3 separate regions of the Sus scrofa genome follow, and all the other regions are linked to region 1. A link is a contact called in public Hi-C and promoter capture Hi-C data. All regions are on one chromosome and are shown on one strand. Each heading gives the region's core, a stretch centred on a gene start, on an enhancer-like site or on the middle of the called end of the contact. The rest is flanking DNA. Distances are from core to core; before and after follow the strand shown.

Region 1 (2,700 bases), core at 46-2,545:
GTCAGTCTCCGACCTTGCACATCCAGTCTGTCACAGGGTTACACCGAGTGCATCTGTGTAACACATCTCACATAGGTACCCCCATCCTCACTGCCCCTGGACTATTGAAATGGTCTCTGCTTCACTCCAGCCCTCTCTAAACTATCTTCCATTGCGGCCAGAGTGAAGCTTTGCCTGACCTACACTTTGTCGTAATTTCATCCTCCTTTGTATCCTGCATAAGTTCATTTTTATATAATTGGGGTCAGCCTTTGAGATACCTCCTTTTGTAAATTAACATGGCCAAAACACTTTGCCTGTTCCCATAGTTTGCTTTTCAACGGGCTGCCACATAATTTAAGTGGATGAACTTTATTTACGGAGCTGACTATTGCAGGGCATATTGGATGCTTCTAACTTTTTAGTATAAATAAACAGCGGTGCACATTTCCACGTCTATATCACCCCTTCCTTCACCACACCATTTCCTGAATTACAGGGGCTCAGGTGGGTTGTTTGAGGAGTTTGGAGATTTCCTGCATTCAAGTTCATTCCCTTCCTAATTTAGCTTTGTCACCCCTTCACCCCACCATGCATAGAAATGCGGGGGACAAAGCAACAGCTGGCCCCCAGATTCCATCCAGAAAGGGGAGTCTGGAGCCTGGGGCGGCGGATGCGATGGTGGAACCCCCGCTCCCCCCCTCCCCAGCCCCTGGCACCCTACCCCGCTCCTGCTCCTGCCGCTGGGTTTGGGTGTGTTCCTGCCGGACCGGTTTCAGGCCAGTCCAAGGCTTGGGGGTGGGGAGCTGAAGGCCATGACCCTTTCCAAATCCTGAAGGGAGTGAGCGCTGGGACCACTGAGTCAAAGAGCTGTGGATGCAAATGGGCTGAGGACTGAAAATGTGCCGCGGCCTAAGTCCGAGGGCTGAACTTCCAATCAGTGCTCCACCTGAACTAGGCGAATGACTCTGAGCCAGTCCTCTGACTCTGAGCCTCAGTTTCCTCACCTGTAAAATGGGGGTATATGTAGAGAAGATAATTTAATTTGCGTAAAGCAGTCGGGCTGTGTCGGGCACCGAGTCCATAAATGTTACCCAAGACTGTGATCTCATCCTGACACCCGGAGGTACTGTCGTCCCCGCGACCCGCGATCGGGTACACCGAGGCTCAGAGCCGACAAGGTGCCTCGCCCGGGCCGCAGACCTCGGCTAGGGGCTGAGGTGGAGCCCGGCAGCCGGGAGGACTCTGTACCTTCCCGAAACTCACCTTCTTGGCGCGGGGACTTCCAGCCGGTGCCATCTCGCCGCGGCTGTGCGGGCGCCAAGTGGCGGGGAGCGCGCAGAGAGAGCTAGGAGCCCGCCCCTCGCCCGGGGGAGGGTCTCCATCCCCACCCTTCCTACCCCCGCTCCCCACCCACCCCCGCTCTGCTGCCCCTGCGAGCAGGTGCCGGCGCCCTCGCCCTTGGCCTCGGCCTCGCCCTCGCCATGTTCCGCCCGGGCGCGCAGCGGCTGCGGGGCCTCCAGCTGCGGAGCTTCCCGCTACGGGGCTCCCCCGGCCGTCCGCGCTCCGTCTGCGCCCGCGAAGGGTGAGTGGTGCCGGGTCTGCTCCGGGGCCCGCGGCTGGGCGGCTGCAGGGTGAAAGCGAAGGGCTCAGGCGGTCACCCAGTTAGGGGCGCTCCAACCCTGAGAAATGGGCATTCGGATTGCTTCTTGAATTATATCTGCTCTTTTCCATGCAAAACCGTACAAAGGGAGAGTATCAAAGGGTTTCCGGTGCAAAGCCTCTCCTACCCCATCCCTTCCCCAGTCGGCTGTTAGCAGTATCTTCTGTATCTATCCAGGGACGGTCTATGGCGAGGCAAACACAGGTGTATATTTATATGGGCTTCCTTGACTGACTTATACCTCGCTTTTTACAGTGCGTCTTGGAGAAGCTCATGATCTAGCTAGGAAGACAGTCATGCCAATACATATATCAAGTCAGTGAGCAATAATTATAACTAGAGAAGCAGGTACATGGAGAGAGGGAGTTAAGTGGGGAAGAACCTGTGCTCCCTGTGACTCTTTTCAGCCTGGAAAACATGAGAGGGAGGAGGTGATCCAAGATTTACAGATAATAGACTTAACTATGATTATTTTTTTTATGGAATAAAATGACTATAATTGTGTTTTTAAAGTAGACTGAGAAAAAATATTCTCTAGATTCTTTGAGAAAAAGAAGCCGTCTGTTCAGTTCTTTAGCTCTATTAATTACCTACAGTGGGCCAGAATTGTGTGGAATGGGGTTCAAATACCTCCCCCCTTGTTCCCCCAACCAGTTTGCCTAAGTCAAGTTTAGGCTTCCCGAATGGTTAAATCAGCACATGCAAATCTCACTGGCACTAGATGTTAGGTACCAGAAGAAAACTAGCACACCAGTCAAGAAAAAACAACAACAACAACAAAAAACCCCACAAAAACTCTAGCTACAATTGCGGAGTAAAGCTACTCTTAAAAAATTGTCTTCCAGAGAGGAAAACGCACCCTTATCTGCAGAAACAAGATGGAAAGACAGAGCAGAAACAGTGATAATTGGAGGTGGCTGCGTTGGTGTGAGTCTGGCTTATCACTTGGCCAAAGCGGGCATGAAAGATGTGGTCCTCCTGGAGAAATCGGAGCTCACTGCTGGATCCACCTGGCACGCAGTAAGGAAAACACCTCAAACCTGTCATATGCACTGAAT
Region 2 (2,700 bases), core at 201-2,700, 37 kb after region 1:
GCCAGTTGCTGATTAATGAATTTGGACTCTGTAGTCAGCCAGTAGAGATTACTTGGGGACAAACTCGTAGTCTGGTTTTTCCTAAATTGCTCAGATACATGCCAGGTCTGTTGTTCACCTTGTGCTAGTTGAATCTGGGCTGTTTCTTCTGCTATTTAATAATTAAACCACTGAAAACTCATTTTGCAGACTTAGCATCCTGCTCTGAAGTTCAAATACCACATTAAAAGTCCACTCTGTAGAGTAGCAAGGACCTTGCATAAGGAGTCAAGAGACCTTTGTTCCAGGCCCAGCTCTGTCAGTAATTAATGCAAAGGCCTTGGAAGTCACTTTGTGCCTTATCTCTGAAAAATGAAGATGTTGGACGAGGTCCTTGCTTATTTACTTCAGGCGTGGACCAGCATGAGCTTCACCTGGGAGCCTGTTAGGGTGTGGCATCTAGGGCCCCAAACCTGCTGCATCGGAATCTTCATCTCAACAAGTGCAAGTGATGTATTTGCATAAATGTTTGAGAAGCACTGGACACGATAGCTGTACCCCTCATATATTGTGATTTAATTATGTCCAAACAATTAGTATTTTGAAAATACTCCCTCAGAAGTTTCCTTTGGGGCTCAGTGGTTAAGGAACCTGACTAGGATCCATGAGAATGCAGGTTTGATCCCTGGCCTCACCTAGTGGGTTAAGAATCTGGCGTTGCGGTGAGCTGTGGTGCAGGTCGCAGACGAGGCTCGGATCCCGTGTTGCTGTGGCTGTGGTGTAGGCGGGTGGCTACAGCTCCAATTCAGCCCCTAGCCTGGGAAACTCCATATGCCATAGGTGCAGCCCTAAAAGGCAAAAAAATAAAAAACAGTCCTCCAGGTGATTCTAATATGTAACCAAGGTTGAAAACCACCTGCCTGGTTGACTTCTAAGCTCTTTTTCAGATCTGAGAGCCCACGTGCCTATCTTTTTTTGGTTAATGAATACTTCATTCACTATGAAATGGGTCAAGGGATAGATGAATATCTTTAAAAATCATATTCCAGGGAGTTCCCATTGTGGCGCAGAGTAAACAAATCCGACTAGTATCCATGAGGATGAGGGTTTGATCCCTGGCCTTGCTCAGTGGGTAAAAGGATCCAGCGTTGCTGTGGCTGTGGCATAGGCTGGCAGCTGTACCTCTGATTCGACCCCTAGCCTGGGAACCTCCATAGAAAAAAAAAATCATATTCCAACATATATGTATGATTTGCAGAACAGGTGGCATCTTGTTCCCTAAATGAAATTTTCTAGATAAATAGGGCTCGTTCAAATATCCTGTAATTTTCTGAAACTGAATGACCCCTGCTTCATGACAAACACTGTGTTTCAGGCCAAGTTTTCGCCGCACAAACTGGTTTGAGCCTGTGGGCTCAGAGTATAAACAGGTTATGCAAAAAGTAGGGGTGATTGACCTGTCACCGTTTGGCAAATTTACCGTCAAAGGCCAAGACTCCGTTAGGTTGTTGGACCATCTCTTTGCCAATGTCATTCCCCAGGTAAATAACTTTGTAGATTACAAGGTCCAGGGTTCTGGTCTGTTTACTTCTCTGTCCTCTCATTTTCAGAAAACCAATATGTTATTTCAATCCACTGAAGGATTTCTGTCTGAACATCAGAACTCTTTACCTGACCACGGGTATTCTGGCTAATTTTCAAATGTAAAATTTTTGTGGAATGAATTATCATCCAAAGACCTTAGGGCCTTGCTTTATTGTGTCAATGGAAATTGTGCAATTGGCTGAATTTTATGACAAGTAATTATAGTGATCATTTCACCTGAAAACTTTAAAATTAATATTGGGTTCAAATTTACAGATTGTTCACACAATTGATGTAAATGATAAGATTGAGAGGTTTCTCACTGTTGACACCCACATTTAAATTTTCAGGTGGTATTAAAAGGACACCTAAGATTTTTTATTTCATCCCGAGGTAATTTAAAATTCTTTTGTGTAGGTGGGTTGTACAAATATAAGTCACATGTTAACACCAAAAGGTCGAGTATATGCTGAGTTGACTGTTTCTCACCAGTCTCCTGGGGAGTTTCTATTAATAACCGGCTCTGGATCAGAACTTCATGATCTTAGGTAAGTAATCAGCTAGTAATAAAATTTTATATGGATTTTATACTGGCCCAGTCTTGCATGGAGGTTTTCTTTTACCAGTAATGGAAAGTACAACTTTGGATTTCCCGTCATAGCTCAGCAGAAACGAACCTGACTAGTATCCATGAGGATGCAGGTTCAATCTCTGGTCCCACTCAGTGGGTTAAGAATCGGCATTGCTGTGACCTGCAGTGTAGGTCATAGATATGGCTTGGATCTGGCGTTGCTGTGGCTGTGGTGTAGGCAGGCAGCTGCAGCTCCAATTCAACCCCTAGCCTAGGAACTTTCATATGCTGTACCTGTGGCTCTAAAAATAAAGTGCAACTTTAATTCTGTTTTTTTGTCTTTTTGTCTTTTTAGGGCTGCACTCGCGGCATATGGAGGTTCCCAGGCTAGGGGTCTAATCAGAACTACAGCTGCCAGCCTACACCACAGCCACAGCCACGCAGGATCTGAGCCGAGTCTGTGACCTTCACCACAGCTCATGGCAACGCTGGATCCTTAACCCACTGAGTGAGGCCAGGGATCGAACCTGCAACCTCATGGTTCCTAGTCGGATTTGTTTCCACTG
Region 3 (2,700 bases), core at 25-2,524, 44 kb before region 1:
GTGTTCTTTTAGTAGATGTATGTCATTGGATCCACCTAATCAATTGTTTTTCCTTGTGTGGAGATCTCTTTAATTTGAGGCATGGTCATTCCTTTAGAAACTAGGTACAGTCCGTTTCTAAAGGGATGGTTGGTAATGAATTTCAGAGCCGGGTCTGCCTGCACTGTCCTTACAGCTGAAGGGGAACAGGTGGCCTGGCCCGGTCTTCTTCCCTGCCATTTCCTGGGCCTCGGTCCGCCAGGGTTGGGGCTGGGTGCTTTGACACTCAAGGGCCAAGCAGACTCCCTCCTTCCTCCGTTGTCCTTCTCCTCTCCTCCCAACCATTGTCCTATTATCAGTGCGTCTATCCATCCATCGCCACCCTCCCACCCCCACCCGTCCCGCCTCCTACATCCCTACAACCAGAGGAAGGCCCAGAGTCTGGACTTAAAACATTCGTCCCAAGAGTAGGGTGGGCTTGCTACTGGGCTTTTGTTTTTAAAACTTAACAGCCCTACCTCAATATTTTACGGCCACGATGCTCATTTTTTTCTAGAACTATCTTTTCGAGGCCCACACGGTGCATTTTTCTGTTATCGCTGAAACCCAGCTGCAGATGAAAACTTACCATCGCCCGACCAATGCCAGAGCCTTAGCGCTGCAGCGGGGCGGGCTGGTGGGCGCATCGAGGACCCTGCAGGTAGGGAGCCCGGAGACCGGCGGTGCCCGCCAGAAACCGTCGGAGCGGAGCCGGGGCGCGAGCTTCCCTGCCTGGCACACGCAGGGCACTGAGGGGCGCGCGTGCAGCGGCACGGGCACAGACCCGGAGAGGTCCTGGCGCGCAGCAGGGCGACCCCGGGTCCCACTGCCATGGGGGAGGGAAGTCGTCCCTGTGGGTCTAGGAGCTGCATCTTGCAGGCGTGCTCTGGTCTTGGCGTATGGGTCTCAAGACGTTGGGAGAATCGGAGATTTGGTGGCGGGCGCCTGGGGTTCGGGGTCACATAGCTCTAGGGGGCGCTCTGGACGTGGAACGGGAGTAGGGGCTCAGAGGCGCCGTGGGGTCCCGCAGCCGAAGTTGCAGGGCTCCCACTGGGCTTGCCGAGGCTGGGATGCCCGCTGGTGGGTCAAAACCCAGAGCCTCGGCCGGCCAGGACCGAGGACACCCTCGGGTCCCTGCAGACTCACCTTCTTGGCCTTTTTGTCCCCAACCGGAGCCATATTCGAGGTGTCCGGATGGTACTCGAAAACGGATTTGGATTGGAACCGACGAGGTTTCCCTTTCGAAGCCTGCAGCTGCCCAGCGGCGGCAGCGGAGCTCTTTATACCTGCAGCTCTCACGCGGTAGGTTTCCCCAGCCTCCCCGCGGTCCAACGCGGGCCTCCGGCAGGGAACACGCCCCCCAGCCTTTTATCCTGGCTCCTCTGGAATCGGCCTCCTGAGGGAGTGATCGAGATTATTCTTGCAAATAGGTGAACTCGTCCAGAAGTAAGTTAAGAAGAAAAAAACAAGTAGGTTGCCATCTGCTCGGGTTTCAGCTCTACCTGTGCCCACCCCTCTTTTCTTCTCGAGGAGAAATCCTGATGTACTCCTCCTTGCCTGGGATCCTGTTACCATTACTTAGGTTGCCAGACCAGGCCCCTAAAAACGCCATCCAATGCCCAAATATTTGTCAAAGGCCGAGGATACAAGATTCTTGAACGAGGAGGCCATGCCCTGGAAGAACTTCAGCCTAAAGTGTGACCTCTGTGATTATACGTCCAGTGGTTATGGATTCGAACAAAATATGGCCTTTACAGAAAAGTCTGATACTGACCCTGCATTAGTGCATGTGTTCAAAATGACCTTCTCCCCTTAAGTCCAAACATGCCTTGTACTTTCTATCAATATCTTTGCAACATTTAACAAAGACAAACACTTCACCTTTGTATATGACAGTGGAAATGTACTTTAGCGATGTCAAACATTCAGTGTGAAACTGTCTAAAAATGTACAGGCATTTGAGAAACTGGAAGGAAATAGAAATGTTAACAGCAGTTATCTGTTGATGGTAGAGTTAGGTCTTTTATTTTCTTCATTGTGTTTTACTGTATTTTCCTGAAATCTCTTTACAGTGAAAATACATTGACTTTAAAATAATGAAAATATTGCTTTTAAAATGTACAACATAATAGAAAGTACCCTAGAGAACAATTTAAAAATATGAAATAGAGTTCAGAAACTGTTGTCCAAATACACAAAAGCACATAAGGAAGTTTTTGTATGTGGAACAATAGCCTCTATTTTAACAAATGCAAGGAAAGAAATTACTGTAGCAAACGATGAATTAATACAAACTTTGTTGCTAAAATTATGTGCAGTTGAAACTGAGAAGTAGAAAAGTCCTTTTGCTTCAGGTAATTGTCAGGTTTGAAGTAGGAAAAAAAATAGGAAGGTTGATGGATGCATATATTATAATTCAAATGATCTATTATTTCACTTGTCCACCAAGACTGAGGCATGAGGTAATGTAGGCATCCTTCACAGTGCCTAGACTTTATACCATGAAAGCTTTGGAGTATCTGAGTAGGTAACAGCTAAGTTACTTAACGCGTTAACTGCTTATACTATTAACCTGGTGAACACTGGTGAGACAAAGAGGTTCAGAGTGAGCCCAGGTATAGCTGCATAGAACAGTTGCAGTGGTGGATACCAGGCGCTAGGGGGCGGTATCAGGGCTCCCAT

Evidence for each region. Promoter capture Hi-C pulls out the DNA fragments that hold promoters and counts their contacts. A called contact is a pair of places that touch in the nucleus more often than the background predicts.
Region 2: a contact with region 1 is called in a Hi-C map of liver, with 2.6 times the contacts expected there. The contact joins the enhancer-like site here to the promoter of BHMT2 in region 1. A contact is called at or near these places in 1 of 5 promoter capture datasets (liver) and 5 of 47 Hi-C or Micro-C datasets (embryonic fibroblasts, fetal liver and liver).
Region 3: a promoter capture Hi-C map of liver shows a contact between it and region 1, with 5 times the contacts expected there. The contact joins the promoter of BHMT here to the promoter of BHMT2 in region 1. A contact is called at or near these places in 1 of 5 promoter capture datasets (liver) and 6 of 47 Hi-C or Micro-C datasets (adipocytes, heart right ventricle, liver and 1 more).

Annotation. Positions count from the first base shown.
Region 1 is chr2:87,865,226-87,867,925 of Sscrofa11.1, reverse strand. It overlaps BHMT2 (betaine--homocysteine S-methyltransferase 2), which reads right to left and starts at 1,295. Exons shown (of 8, transcript NM_001204771.1): 1 at 1,246-1,295. The coding sequence starts at 1,278. It overlaps DMGDH (dimethylglycine dehydrogenase, mitochondrial), which reads left to right and starts at 737. Exons shown (of 15, transcript XM_021084481.1): 1 at 737-1,564; 2 at 2,488-2,662. The coding sequence starts at 1,464.
Region 2 is chr2:87,827,906-87,830,605 of Sscrofa11.1, reverse strand. It overlaps DMGDH (dimethylglycine dehydrogenase, mitochondrial), which reads left to right. Exons shown (of 15, transcript XM_021084481.1): 10 at 1,355-1,520; 11 at 1,981-2,111. Among named protein-coding and RNA genes, the nearest start is that of BHMT2, 37 kb to the left of the region's middle. Within about 2 kb of position 1,450, at least 2 of the 83 cell types and tissues checked have an H3K27ac peak or open chromatin away from gene starts, as enhancers often do. A contact at or near this core is called in fetal liver and liver, where this site is marked.
Region 3 is chr2:87,909,667-87,912,366 of Sscrofa11.1, reverse strand. BHMT (betaine--homocysteine S-methyltransferase) reads right to left here and starts at 1,274. Exons shown (of 8, transcript NM_001200042.1): 1 at 1,165-1,274. The coding sequence starts at 1,197.